Regions from separate parts of the Zea mays genome. Here region 2 is linked to region 1. A link is a contact called in public Hi-C data. All regions are on one chromosome and are shown on one strand. Each heading gives the region's core, a stretch centred on a gene start, on an enhancer-like site or on the middle of the called end of the contact. The rest is flanking DNA. Distances are from core to core; before and after follow the strand shown.

What was found. Hi-C and Micro-C count contacts between places; a contact is called where the count stands out from the background.
Region 2: a Hi-C map of tassel shows a contact between it and region 1, with 4 times the contacts expected there. The contact joins the promoter of LOC103638664 here to the promoter of LOC100285158 in region 1. A contact is called at or near these places in 10 of 25 Hi-C or Micro-C datasets (bundle sheath, ear, endosperm and 3 more).

The regions. Positions count from the first base shown.
Region 1 is chr9:91,851,946-91,858,624 of Zm-B73-REFERENCE-NAM-5.0, forward strand. It overlaps LOC100285158, which reads left to right and starts at 2,523. Exons shown (of 4, transcript NM_001370701.1): 1 at 2,523-2,945; 2 at 3,034-3,341; 3 at 3,425-3,635; 4 at 3,717-4,414. The coding sequence starts at 2,712. The coding sequence ends at 4,259.
Region 2 is chr9:91,982,003-91,988,681 of Zm-B73-REFERENCE-NAM-5.0, forward strand. LOC103638664 (protein FAR1-RELATED SEQUENCE 5) reads left to right here and starts at 2,434. Exons shown (of 2, transcript XM_008661510.2): 1 at 2,434-2,619; 2 at 2,988-5,304. The coding sequence starts at 3,050. The coding sequence ends at 5,071.

The DNA.
Region 1 (6,679 bases), core at 1,273-3,772:
CCAATCTCTCTTGAGAGGGGAATTGCATGAGAAAACCAGAATGGCACTTAGTAGCTTTCCAAGTGCGGCCCCAAGGAAAGTGAAAACCAAAATCCTTCTCCAGATCATCGGCGGTGATCAGACCCTCAACTATCTTAACCAAGCCAATAAAACTACGTTTAGGTTTGTTGGATAGGGGTTTGGCGAAATGAGAGGAATAAAACCCTAGCCCATCTGCCGCCATACCAACAATCGGCATACTGGGCTTATTCTGTTTGGGAAGAACACACCGAGCAGTGTTGTGGGTTTCTTTGCGACAGATATCGCACCACAAAGACTTAAAGCACTCCCTAGCATGATGACCATCTAAACCACATTTCTGGCAAAAAACCCTACGCACCAACTCATTCTCAGATTTTGGAATAGGGGGCGGGGGGTTTTGAGGATACCTGGCAAAACAGCATCACCAGGAGTGGAAACGGTAATATCCTCTTTGACCTCAGATTTTCCGGATCCAGACTTCAAGCGCCAGCTGAGGTTCCGATTCTTTCCCCACGACTGAGAACCCTGCGGCGCCTCCTTCGGACCCCATCGATCCCAGTTAGGGTTTCGATTTTTCGAATCCATCAGAGCCGACACACCAGAACGGCCCGGAAGAGGCCACTCCTCACCAAGAGAAGGCGGGCGAAACGGAGAGGAGATCCACCCTCCGCAGAAACTTTCACGCGACGAACTCGGAAGCGACCAAAGGCGAGAGAGACGCAAAGCAAGATGGGGAAAGGAATGCGACCCAAGGAAATCAATAGGAAACCCTACCAGCGTACCTGAAGGACTCCGTCCAACCCGAGCCACGCCGCGCTCCTGTAGCAGTGGGCCGCACTCCTGCGCGACCACTCGCAAGGGACGTGGAGAAGACGGCCCAGCAGCAAAATCTTCAACCGAACGGGCCGCCAGCGGACGGAGGAAGACGGACGAGGGAGCATGGCGTCGCCCTTTTTTCTTTTTCCTCATCCTGCGCAGCTCGATCGAAAGGGCTAGCTAAGCCTTCCTTTTGCAGGTTGCGTAGTGAGCTAAATCGCGGGTGTTTGATATTCACTGGGCAGACAATGTGGATGAAGAAATTCTTACCCAGATTAATAGTGGTTGATAGCATAGAGAGACCACTGAGAATTTACTACAAAAATGAGTCAACAATATTCTACTCCTATAACAACAAGTCAAGTGGCCCTGCCATGTTCATTGACATTAAGTTTTATGTTGGTAAGGAGAAGATCCAGGATCACACTATTAAAGTTGAACATATTAGAACCCAGATGCTAGTAGATCCGCTCACAAAAGGCCTTCCATCCAATGTGTTTAGACAACACGTAGCCGGCATGGGGTTAAGGTGGAGCATGTGACCTTGAATCAAAGGGGCTATAGAAAGAAACCTAGTAAAGATATCTCATTTCGATGCAGGGGAGCAATGTTGTAGTCAATGAGTGACGCGACACTTAATCGATCTTCGTTACTCATTGGTCTTGATGTGTAAACTTTGTCGAAGGGTGGGATCCAGAAAAGTTAAGTATAAGAAATGTAGAGAAACAAAGGGGATAATGTTGGATATGTCCTCTACGGTCGATCAATAGGGACCAGATTGAGCTTAACCTAACTAACTCTGCCTAACCTCGCGCCCTTGATCGGAGAGGCCACCCTAACCATGGTTGCAGCTTCCGGTCACACATCACCATATAGAAGGATTAAGGAGGCGGCATGATTAGCCAACGCTAACTACTAGCACCAAAACCCTAATCCACAATTCTAGAGAGGTCCCCATCGCATAGGCTTCGTAGTGATTGGAAGAGTTGTGATCTATAGCGTCGGACAACAACGGCCCAGGATCCGAGCCTCTTCCACATGAGAACCAAGACACCGGCAACCACGCTCCTCCTCTAACGCGCCAAGATCCACCTCCACCACTACAAGATTCAGAAGAATCCTAGGACACTACACACCTCACCAACCTTTTTCCTTAATCAAAGGCAGACGGTACGCCTCTCTCTCTTTGTTTATGTTCATAGATTAGGAAGGCTTAACCCATTCTCTGTTAATTAAGGCTCTCGGATTGCTAAATTAGGACACAGATCCGCTAAAATCATCACATGAATCTTTTCGCCATCTCGTCGAACAACTTTCTTGCGAAATCCGCACGGCCCAGCATCTTGTACATCTCCATCAGAAAACTTAGGCCTTGTTCGTTTGTGTCGGATTGGTGGGTCGGAACTATTCCTAACCGGATTACTTCTCTAATTTATATAAACTTTGATTAGCTGGAACGATTCCGGGTGCAATCCAACGCAAACGAACAAGGCCTTACGGTGTATGCATCCCAGCCGAACCCGGTCTTCACTGCGGCCGCACGCACGCACCTTGCGCCCCTCGACAGACAGCTTCATCACGCCGATTGCCCTGAGCACGAACGGGCAGGTGTAGCTGTCTGCGACGAGGCCGCGCGCGGAGATCGTAGTAAACTGCCATGACGCATGAGAAACTGCCGCGCCTGGCCAGGGTCCTCATCAGTACGTTGCAGTCGCGCAGCGGCATGGCCTGGTGGCACGCCGTCGCCATCGTGGGACATGTGGCCCTGTGGGTAGGAGGCGCCAAGGTGGAATCTTTTGGGGGGCCGTACGTATAGAAACGGGAGAGCGACGCGGATGGTTGTGGACCTGTGGCCTTGTGGGGCAATTGGCTAGATGGGAAAGAAGGTGGCTGTTGTGGTGGGAGGGAGCGTTGCTGGGCTAGCGTGCGCTCACGCCGTGGCTGGCGCGGGATGGGAGGTGGTTGTGCTGGAGAAGGCGGCAGCGCCGGCGGCGGGGAGCGGCACGGGCGCCGGACTGGGCCTCGACGCGCAGTCTATGGAGATTATCTCGCGCTGGATCCCGGGGTGGGGAATCGACGCGGTCACGCTGCCGCTCGCCGTCGATCTGGTAAGTTTCCCCGTCCTCTCCGGATCGCCCGCGCTCGCGTTGAGGTGAGATCCATTGGAAGTTGCGAGTTGACCGTTCAAGGCTACAGAACATAGCCACGGACAGCGCGACGAAGGCGGCGCGGACGCTGGCGAGGGACGAAGACTTCAAATTCCGCGCGGCTCACTGGGGCGACCTGCACCGGCGGCTGCACGAGGAGCTGCCGCCCGCGGTGACCGTGCTGTGGGGGCACCAGTTCTTGTCGTTCGAGGCGCCGGACGACACACGCGGGGTCGTCGCGACGGCCCGCGTGCTGCGGACGGGAGGGACGGTTGAGGCCACGGGGGACCTGCTCATCGCCGCGGACGGCTCCACGTCGTCTGTCCGTCGCAGCTTCTTGCCAGACCTCAAGCTCAGGTTCAGCTGCCTGCGCGTTTGGTTCGATGATTTGGTCCATAGTGACCCATTTCTTACCCGGCGAGTCACCGTGGTCGGGACAGGTACTCCGGGTACTGCGCGTGGCGAGGCGTGTTTGATTTCAGCGGGAAAGAGAGCTCTGACACCATGACCAGCATCCGAAGAGCCTACCCGGAGCTCGGCAACTGCCTCTACTTCGACCTTGCTTACAAGACCCACGCCGTGCTCTACGAGCTGCCCAGGAGCAGGCTCAACTGGCTCTGGTACATCAACGGCCCAGAACCGGAGCTCGCGGTAATGGCCGTCCCCTCACCGCGTCGTTGACGTGCTAGATGCTGCTCGCACGAGGTACTGATGATTATGCTCGATGTTCAGGGGAACTCGGTGACCATGGAGGCGACTGACGCCATGGTGGGACGAATGCGGAACGAGGCGGAGCGCGTCTGGTGCCCCGAGCTGGCGCGTCTGGTCAGGGAGACCGCGGCGCCGTTCGTAAACGTGATCTACGACGCAGACCCGCTGCGGCGGTTGTCGTGGACGGGCGGCCGCGTGGTACTGGTCGGCGACGCGGCGCACCCGACGACTCCGCACGGGTTGCGGAGCACCAACATGTCGGTCATGGACGCGTGCACGCTCGGGCAGTGCTTGGCGAACTGGAACTCAGAGCCGACGCCTGCGCGCGCGCTGGCAGAGTACGAGGCGGTGCGCCTGCCCGTTGTGGCGGAACAAGTGCTCCACGCCCGCCAGCTCGGGCGGCTCAAGCAGGGCCTGCCAGTGGACGGTGAGGCGGAGGACGGGTTTGACGTGACGACGGCAAAGGCCGAGGTGCTGCAGCTACGGCAGAGGACAATGCCGTTCTTCGATGGCGCACCTGCCGCAGTTGGCGGTGATTTTCCTCTCGTTGGCAGTACAAGATGAATCGAGACAGCATTACCTGTATGACTCTATGACATTTAATCATGGTTTGGCATAGCTTCACCAAATACAATTAAAAAATATATAGTTTAGAATTACCTGTATGACTATGAAATTTAATGATGGCTTGGCATAGCTTCACCAAATACAATTAAAAAATATAGTTTAACTAGCCAACTGTAACACCTAAAATCCTACTTTGTAATTTATAGAATTCTTCTCCAAGAGATTAAGAATTTAAACTGTCTCTTAACATGGATTCCTCACATGTGAAGTCATTTCTCCCAAATTTAAAATGTTTCTAATAAAAGGTTGAGTAAAAAGGATCCCTACGTGAACTTAGTCATCTCTTTGTTGAAGTAATCTATAAAAAGATATCTTTTAGTGAATTTTATACTTAGAAATATTCTCTTTGGATTTAAAAAACATTAGATTTTAAATATGGTTAGAACTTATTATCCAATTTGATGGTACGAGAGGATCCATAATTAGTTAATACTGTGACCTATTTTTTATTTAGTATAAAACATCTACCCAAATAAATGAATAAAATAGGTAGTATATATTAAACTTTGCATACATGCTGGGTTTTTGTTTGAGCGTTTATATTGAAATTTTAAACTAGGATTTGAATCTGGAATTTGAATAGAAAACAAACTAAGAAATAAATGAAAACAAGAAAAAAGAAATGAAAAGAAAAAGAACATCTACAGTGCTTGGGCCAAAATTAAAACCCTCCCAGCTTGGCCCAGGAAGTGACCCCAGCCAGCCAAGCCAACCCCATTTCACCGACATGTGGGCCCAGGTGGCAGGCGCACACACACGGTTCCTTCGCACCGACAGCTGGGACTCTTCTGTCAGCCTCTCCACCCTTACGTAGGCACAAAGTCGCTGGCGCATGGGCCCACGCCCTCAGTTGCTCGGCCAACCTTATTCACACGCGTGCCTGCTCGTATCACTAATCAATGAGACCCAAGCAGCGCCTCCTTTTCGCGCGTAGGGTTATGTAACTGATTCGTGGGCCCTTCCTGTCAGCCGGGGTGACACCGTGTCCTCATGTCTCACTACGTCATGGAACCCATGCTCCAAACTCGTCTTCAATCCAGTAACCAACCCTGATTCTATTACCGAAGATTCAAGCGTCTCTCTCGTGGGCCCTGCTCCTCTCCAAGGTATATATATGAGCAAGCAATCGACTTCTCCATTGCGCCATTCTAGCCAAGAGAGAGAGAGAGAGAGTCATCCATATCAGGATGCAGCCACATCGTGTCGCTCTCGTGACGGGAGTCAGAAAGGAGGTCGAAGGCGCTCCTGCGCGGGGGTAGCCATGCTCGCGTCACTACTGCATGCGCGCGACCATACCAGCGCAGTGGAAAGCGTGGAGAGCAATGTGGGCATGGAGTCTACAACGCATCGAGGATCGATTCTGCTACCGTCGAAAGACATAAGACTATTATGGTTAGGTCTAGATTTTTACGAAATAAACCCTGACGACTTAAGGAATAGTACCATAGGTCATCCAGTTAAGAAATAATAAAAGAAATATGAAAATTGATTTTCAAATATAAAAAAATAATTCTCGAATCTTAGAAAATTCATAACTTACAGGTTTTAACTTTGTTTTACTCCGTTTCAGTTGCGTTAGGTTCATATTAATATTGTCTACGTGGTAACACTATTATTTGCAACATATCACATAGTTTTATTAGAGATTTTTTAAACCTATATTTAGTAGATTAATCTTGATAATCAAAGATAGATCTGACCATAATTATGAACCGACTAAAATACAATCTATAATCTGGTTATAACTTAGATTAAAGTTGAATTAGTTGTTTATTGGTAATATATTTTCTCACAAGATTTATATTAATCAGAACAACATAATATTATTGTTTAAAGCACCTAAAACTTCAGAAAAAATCATATCTTTTTAACCGTAACTCTGATCTTAATGGCTCTCCAACCTACCATCTCTTAGCGACGCGTAGAATATTATTGTGTGTTTTATTTCCATCTTTGGTGTAATGTTACCATATCCATTATTTGCTCGTTTGTATGTATTGCTACGCATAGAAGCGAGGTGACGAGAAATCTGAAGCCTAACTTTTGGGGCAGCATCTGGACTAAAAGCTTATCGCAAGTATAAGGCAAGTGGTGACCTTGATCACTCTTCTTTACCTAATAATGTTCTTGTTAATCACTGTGACATGCTCAGGTTAATTTGATGGGACCTAATAGGTTACCCTAATTTTGTTTACCCCACACCTTGCAAACAAATGAACTATTGGGTAGAATTGCTATTCCTCTACCTGGTTTTGGGATTAATGTTATATCTTAATTATGATCATGTTCCAATAATACTGTTGATTTAATTATTGTTCATGATAAGATTATTGTGTTAATTGGAATATGGAGCTTAA
Region 2 (6,679 bases), core at 1,184-3,683, 130 kb after region 1:
GCGCCAACTGTCGGCGTTTCGAGACAGGGGGTCCCTAAGCCGACGAGTGAGTGTGCTGCGTGCCCCAGCCCAGATGGGTCGAGCGCGTGGGCGAGCGCGAAGGGGGGAGAGGCGAGGTGGCCGGAGCCGAGCGTGAGAGAGGTGGAAGTCCCGCGGCCTTCGTGTTCGTCCCGCGCCCAGGTCAGGTGCGCTTGCAGTAGGGGGGTTACAAGCGTCCACGCGGGTGAGGGAAGCGAGCGGCCCCAAGAGAGCGCCTGTCCCGTCCTCGGTCCCGCGCGGCCAACCTTCTCTGAGAAGGCCCTGGTCCTTCCTTTTATAGTCGTAAGGAGAGGATCCAGGTGTACAATGGGGATGTAGCAGAGTGCTACGTGTCTAGCGGAGGGAGAGCTAGCGCCCTAGGTACATGCCAATGTGGCAGCCGGAGAGATCTGGGCACCCTGCTGGCGTGATGTCGTGGCTGTCGGAGGTGCGGCGGAGCCTGATGGAGGGACAGCTGTTGGAGCGGTCGAGTTCCTGCTGACGTTGTCCTGCTTCCGTAAGAGAGCTGGGGGCCGCCGTTGTCATGGAGCTTGTGGAGCGCCATCATTGCCTCTCTGGCGGAGCTGGCCGGATGAGACGTCGGTCTTGTTCTCCGTGACCCGAGTCGATTCGGGGTGGGATGATGATGGCGCCTCCTGTTGACGTGGCGGTCTGTGCCCTAGGCAGGGCGACGTGGGGTTTCCTCCGAAGCCGAGGTTGAGTCTGCCTTCTGTTGCCGTGGCCGAGCCCGAGCCAAGGGGTCGGGCGAGGCGGAAGTCGTTCGGCCGAGGCCAGGGCGGAGTCCGAGCCCTGGGGTCGGGCGAGGCGGAGTTTCGTCGTCTTCCGGGTCTTAGCCCGAGTCCGAGCCCTGGGGTCGGGCGGAGCGGAGTTCGCCGTCTTCCGGGTCTTAGCCCGAGTCCGGGCCCTGGGGTCGGGCGGAGCGGAGTTCGCCGTCTTCCGGGTCTTAGCCCGAGTCCGAGCCCTGGGGTCGGGCGGAGCGGAGTTCGCCGTCTTCCGGGTCTTAGCCCGAGTCCGAGCCCTAGGGTCGGGCGGAGCGGAGTTCGCCGTCTTCCGGGTCTTAGCCCGAGTCCGAGCCCTGGGGTCGGGCGGAGCGGAGTTCGCCGTCTTCCGGGTCTTAGCCCGAGTCCGAGCCCTGGGGTCGGGCGGAGCGGAGTTCGCCGTCTTCCGGGTCTTAGCCCGAGTCCGAGCCCTGGGGTCGGGCGGAGCGGAGTTCGCCGTGGCGCCTTTGGCAAGGCCTGACTGCCTGTCAGACTCACTCTGTCGAGTGGCACTGCAGTCGGAGTGGCGCAGGCGGCGCTGTCCTTCTGTCAGACTGGCCAGTGGAGCGGTGGAGTGACGGCGGTCACCTCGGCTCTGCCGGGGGCGCGTGTCAGGATAGAGGTGTCAGGCCACCTTTGCGTTAAATGCCCCTGCAATTTGGTCAGTCGGTGTGGTGATTTAGTCAAGGTTGCTTCTGAGCGAAGCCAAGGCCTTGGGCGAGCCGGTGATGTGTCCGCCATAAAAAGGGGGCCTCGGGCGAGACGGAAGTCTCTCGAGGTCGGCTGCCTTTGGCCGAGGCTAGGCTCGGGTGAAGCGTGATCGAGTCACTCGTGTGGACTGATCCCTGACTTAGGGCCTGTTTGTTTACCCCCATGGATTATATAATCTGGATTATTTTTGGAGGATTATATAATTTGGATTATATAATCTGAGTAGTCCTGTTTGTTTTCCCAGATTATTTGAGTTGTTAATAGGATTCTTTTGTATGAGAAAGACAAGAATGCCCTCTATATTTGTACTAGGTCAAACCAGACAATGGCACCTGGAGCCTGGCGGCTAGGGTTAGGAGGAGTCGAGGAGGAATTATGCTGGATTTGCTGGTCGCTGGATGCCGGATATGCGCAAAAACGATTCGATGGATTATAATGGCATTGGTGGGTAATTTCTAGGAAACTTGAAAGGGTAGTGGGGAAGTGAGAAAAAATAATCTGAAATAAGCACCTCCTCACTTGCTTATGGATTATCATAATCAAGGGTTAGATTATATAATCTGGGCAAATAAGCTGGACTGTTTGTTTACCTCTTAGGATTATTTAATCAAGATTATATAATCTGGGGGGTGAACAAACATGCCCTTAATCGCGCCCATCAGGCCTTTGCAGCTTTATGCTGATGGGGGTTACCAGCTGAGAATTAGGCGCCTTGAGGGTACCCCTAATTATGGTCCCCGACAATAATAATGATGTTTGTAGTTTCGTATTGATGTTTTATAATAATTTTTAACTTTTGTTGCAACGTATGGATACATAACTAGTAGATATATAGAAATTTAAAAAATAAAAACTTAAAAAGGGAAAAAGAAAAAAAACTGCAAAAGAGCATTTTATTTGAAATAAGGGAGCGGCCCATGTCCCAGAAAGCCAGGACCCAGGAGACCAGGCTGGACTGCTCTCTGCTGGTGCGTTCGCTCCCCGTTGACTGCCACTCTCCTTGCGTGCACTATCGTCCCGGCGACGACTCCGCTGCCGTCGCCGCCTACGCCAGGTTCCGAAGTCTTCGTGAGCCCCTTCTCCTACAACGAGCACTCACACCAATCACCAGGTATGCCCCCTCCCCTCTCTTTTCCATTCCTGCTGTGCGAAACCGAGCACCAAAAGCTTAACCTAAGCTGTTTTGGCTATTTGTAATCGGATCTGATCTAACTGCAAGTGTATACATATATTATTATGCCTTCTAATTTCGATTACTCTGCAAAAGAATTATCGGATGTACACCCATATCCTTCACTAGCTCCGCCCCTGGATATAAATAGCTAGTTAAATTTAAGTCAAGACACTTTGCTTTAGGATTCACTTTCTTCTACATTCACGACATTTCGTCATCTTCTCAAGTTATCTCTGTATCAAGCGGTGTTACTCGAAATCTTAACTTGAAATATGTAGTCATTGTTTGCTCCTTTATTATTGCAGTGATTTATTGCGCATGAGGACTGCATCTCCCCTTGAAATTTGAGGCTTTGGAAAACTGCTGAATGGAGTATTCCTCAAGTGAAGACGAGGGATTGGTTGGAGATTTTATCGACGCTGAGGATAATACGTTCACTAAGAATATTGACCAAGGAACTGGCGTGATGGCTTCCCAGATCCATGGTGATGATCCCTCGGTGGGATCCATGCCACCTGTTATTGGAAATGAGCTGCTGATGGCAGCTGATGTATTGGCCAAAAATGACGAACCTCGTATGGGCATGGAATTCGACTCTGATGCTGCTGCTCGCGCATTCTACAATGCATATGCTTTATGCTTTGGGTTTGGGATTCGTGTTGCCCGATCCCGTAGTGAGCGAAGAAAGGGCGTCGAGGTGCTCGTCATGAAGCGTTTTGTGTGCTTGAAAGAGGGACATCACAGGAAGAAGAAGCCAGTTGAGCCTAGCAATAAGAAAAAGAGGAAACGACTCTCTATACGGGATGGGTGCCCAGCAATGATGGAGGTGGTGCGTAGGGGCCCAGATAGGTGGGTCATCACGAAGTTGGTGCTGGAGCACACCCATGTTATTGTTAGTGCAGACCGGGCACGGGAGGTCCAACTCCATCGCCTCTCTGGAAAGTTTCAGGAACATGAGAACCAGTTGCAGGAGGTGCGAAGGAACGTGTTTGGAGATACGAATGCGCAAGGGCTCTTTAATTACTTCAAGAAAATGCAATCAGATAATTCTAGTTTTTTCTTTTCTATACAAGTTGACAGTAAAAACTATGTGAGCAATGCAGTTTGGGTTGATGCAAGAGCTAGAATGGCATACACGTACTTTGGGGATGCTGTTTACTTTGACACTACTTGTAGTCAAAATGAGAACATGCTGCCCTTTGCAGCTTTCACAGGAGTTAATCACCATGGTGACACTGTTGTTTTTGGCTGTGCCTTAATTTTGGACAGGACGGAATCTTCATACGGCTGGATTTTTGAGACGTGGTTGACAGCAATGGATAGTAGGTTGCCATTTTCCTTGACTACCGATGAAGGTAAGGGAATAGCAGCTGCTGTTGCAAAAGTATTTCCTCAGTGTTTCCATCGTCTTTGCAGATGGCGCATCTTGTCTAGATGCAAGAAGAGACTGACTGATGCCCGCACAAGGTTTCCTGGGTTACATGAGGAGCTCAAGAGATGTGTCAATGGGTGTGATACCGCGGTTATTTTTGACATGCTCTGGGGCTCCATTCTTGACAAGTATGGCCTGAGAGACGATAATTGGCTGCAGTCACTGTATGAAATTAGGCACAAATGGGTTCCTGCATACCTAACCAGCTTCTTCTTCGCTGAGCTTTCCTTAACTCACAGAGTAGAAACAGTCAGTAAGTTTTATAGGAATAACTTCAGTTCAAGAGTTTCTCTGAATACTTTTATAAGTAGATTTGATCAATATATAGATGGTCTGTATGCAAGTGAAGCCCAGAAAGACATCACTTCTTTTTCTCCTGAACAGTTTCTGAAAACCGACATGGTCTTGGAAAAACAAGCGAGGAGTATCTACACCAGAGCTGCATTTGAAACATTCCAGCTGGAATTGGTTGAAGCAATGCAACATTATGCCGTCAAGGTTCAGGATGGATCATACATGAAATACTACGTCGAAAGAAACGGTGATCCTCCTACCAGGCACACCGTTTTCTACAACGTTGCTGAGAAGAAGGCATGGTGCGAGTGCTGCAGATTCGCTTTCTCGGCGATACTGTGCAGGCATGTCCTTAGTGTGTTCCTCTTGGCCGGTGTCATCATGCTTCCAGAGCCTTGCATCACAAAGCGATGGACAAAGAAGGCTAAGTCAGGGCCTGAACTCATCGGGCTTAACGTTGGAAATGGAAGTAGCAGTCCAGATTCTGTGGCATCAAGATATAATGATCTCGTTCGTGATGCGATCAAGTGTGCAGAGAAGGGAACTGTATCGGCCGGCGCCTTCAGAGTTGCAAAGGAAGTGCTGCGCAAAGCCTTCATGGATATCAGGGGTCACGGGGAGAAACTGTGCAAGGATGCTCTGCGCTCTGCATCAAGCCGATAGCAGCGATTCGTTATTTTAGAGGGCATTTGAGAGATTAACCTGCTATCTTTGCCGCTAAATTTGTTGAGCGAACACGAGGAACTTCAAGTGCTTGCGACAGTGACTTAAGCCGCATGTCAGGTTGTCATGAAAAATCCAGATTTGCTAATCGAGACATGTTTAGTCTTGTTTGCTGAATCGTTCCTTTTTCTAAGTCTCTGATCAGCAGACCGTATATATAGTTCTGGAAAACACTATTTTGTACTCTAGATTGTACGAAAGCAAAATTTGAAATAGGAAGTAAGATAGAAGATGAGATGAAAATGAGCAAGAATAATAAGAGCCTCCAAACAGGCTAGGTATAGGGGAGAGATGAGGAGAGGAAAGAGGTTTACAGTCGGTTTAGACAAAAAAAAATTAAGAAGCCATGTGAGAAAGACAAGTGGAGTCATGTATTAATAGTGAAGAGCTAAATATTATACAAATGAGCTAAATGGTAGACTGCAACTGTCCTTGCCATCAATGGTCGGCTATATTATTAAACTTACTCTGACAACCCGTTTGGGTGTAGATATTGAAGTCTAGAATTAGAAATTGGAACCAAGATTCCTAAATTATGTTGTTTGCTTGTATAATGAATTTATAGTTTAAATTAAAGTTCAATTCCTCAGTATTAGACTATAACTAGAAGTTGTCTCACATAATTTAGAGAATAGACCTTCTGTATTGGTTGGAATTGCAATTCCAGATACATCCAAACAACAGATTTATATTGCAACTCATTTCCAATATCAAGAAGATTTAGTATTAATCTAATTTAATTCTACCATCCTTAATGCCTACATCCAAACAGACACTGAAGGGAATTTTTTTGGTTGGTCATAGGGTTGAAAACGAACGGGTAAAATCTCGTCCCGATCCGTACCGTTTTCCATATTTGATTCTCTCGTTTTTTAAATTTGTGGAAAATCCATAAATAGTTCGAAAACGAGAGACGGTCGGGTTGAACCCGTATTTGAGAAATCCAAGATCAGCCCAATATATATTAGTGCATTAGTTAAAGCCTCATATCCTTATATGACAAATTATATCACAAGAGGTCGTTATAGCCATCGACTCAGTGACAAGTGGTCTAAAGACTTAAACAACACCACTCATAGCTATAAGTACATCATAAACAAGCAAACAACAACTAAGTGTTACCTCTATGTATCTATTTGTTTCATGTTATTATCTTGCCATTCAATAACTAACTAACCACCAATATTAGTGTGTTTGTATAAGTTACAAGTTTCGGCTTAATATTCACGTCCCTTTTTTACACCCATTTATTCTACATCTATTTTCGTTCCTGGCTATTCTAGACCTGGTCTCGTTTTCACCAATAAAATACGGAAATGGAAACGAGAGGGGTTTTCTGTCTATTTTCGTTCGTTTTTATAGTCGGTCATGTGTTGCAAGTATAGGTGACCAGATGGGTCAAGTTATATGGGACGACACGAGGCACCACCATTTTGGCCGGCATGAGACCCATCATGGGTCGTGCTTGGACTTAGGTACAAGCCCATTGGGCGACACAGGCACGACCTATTTACTGTCAGCTCATTTAGCACGATGCTAATCACGGAT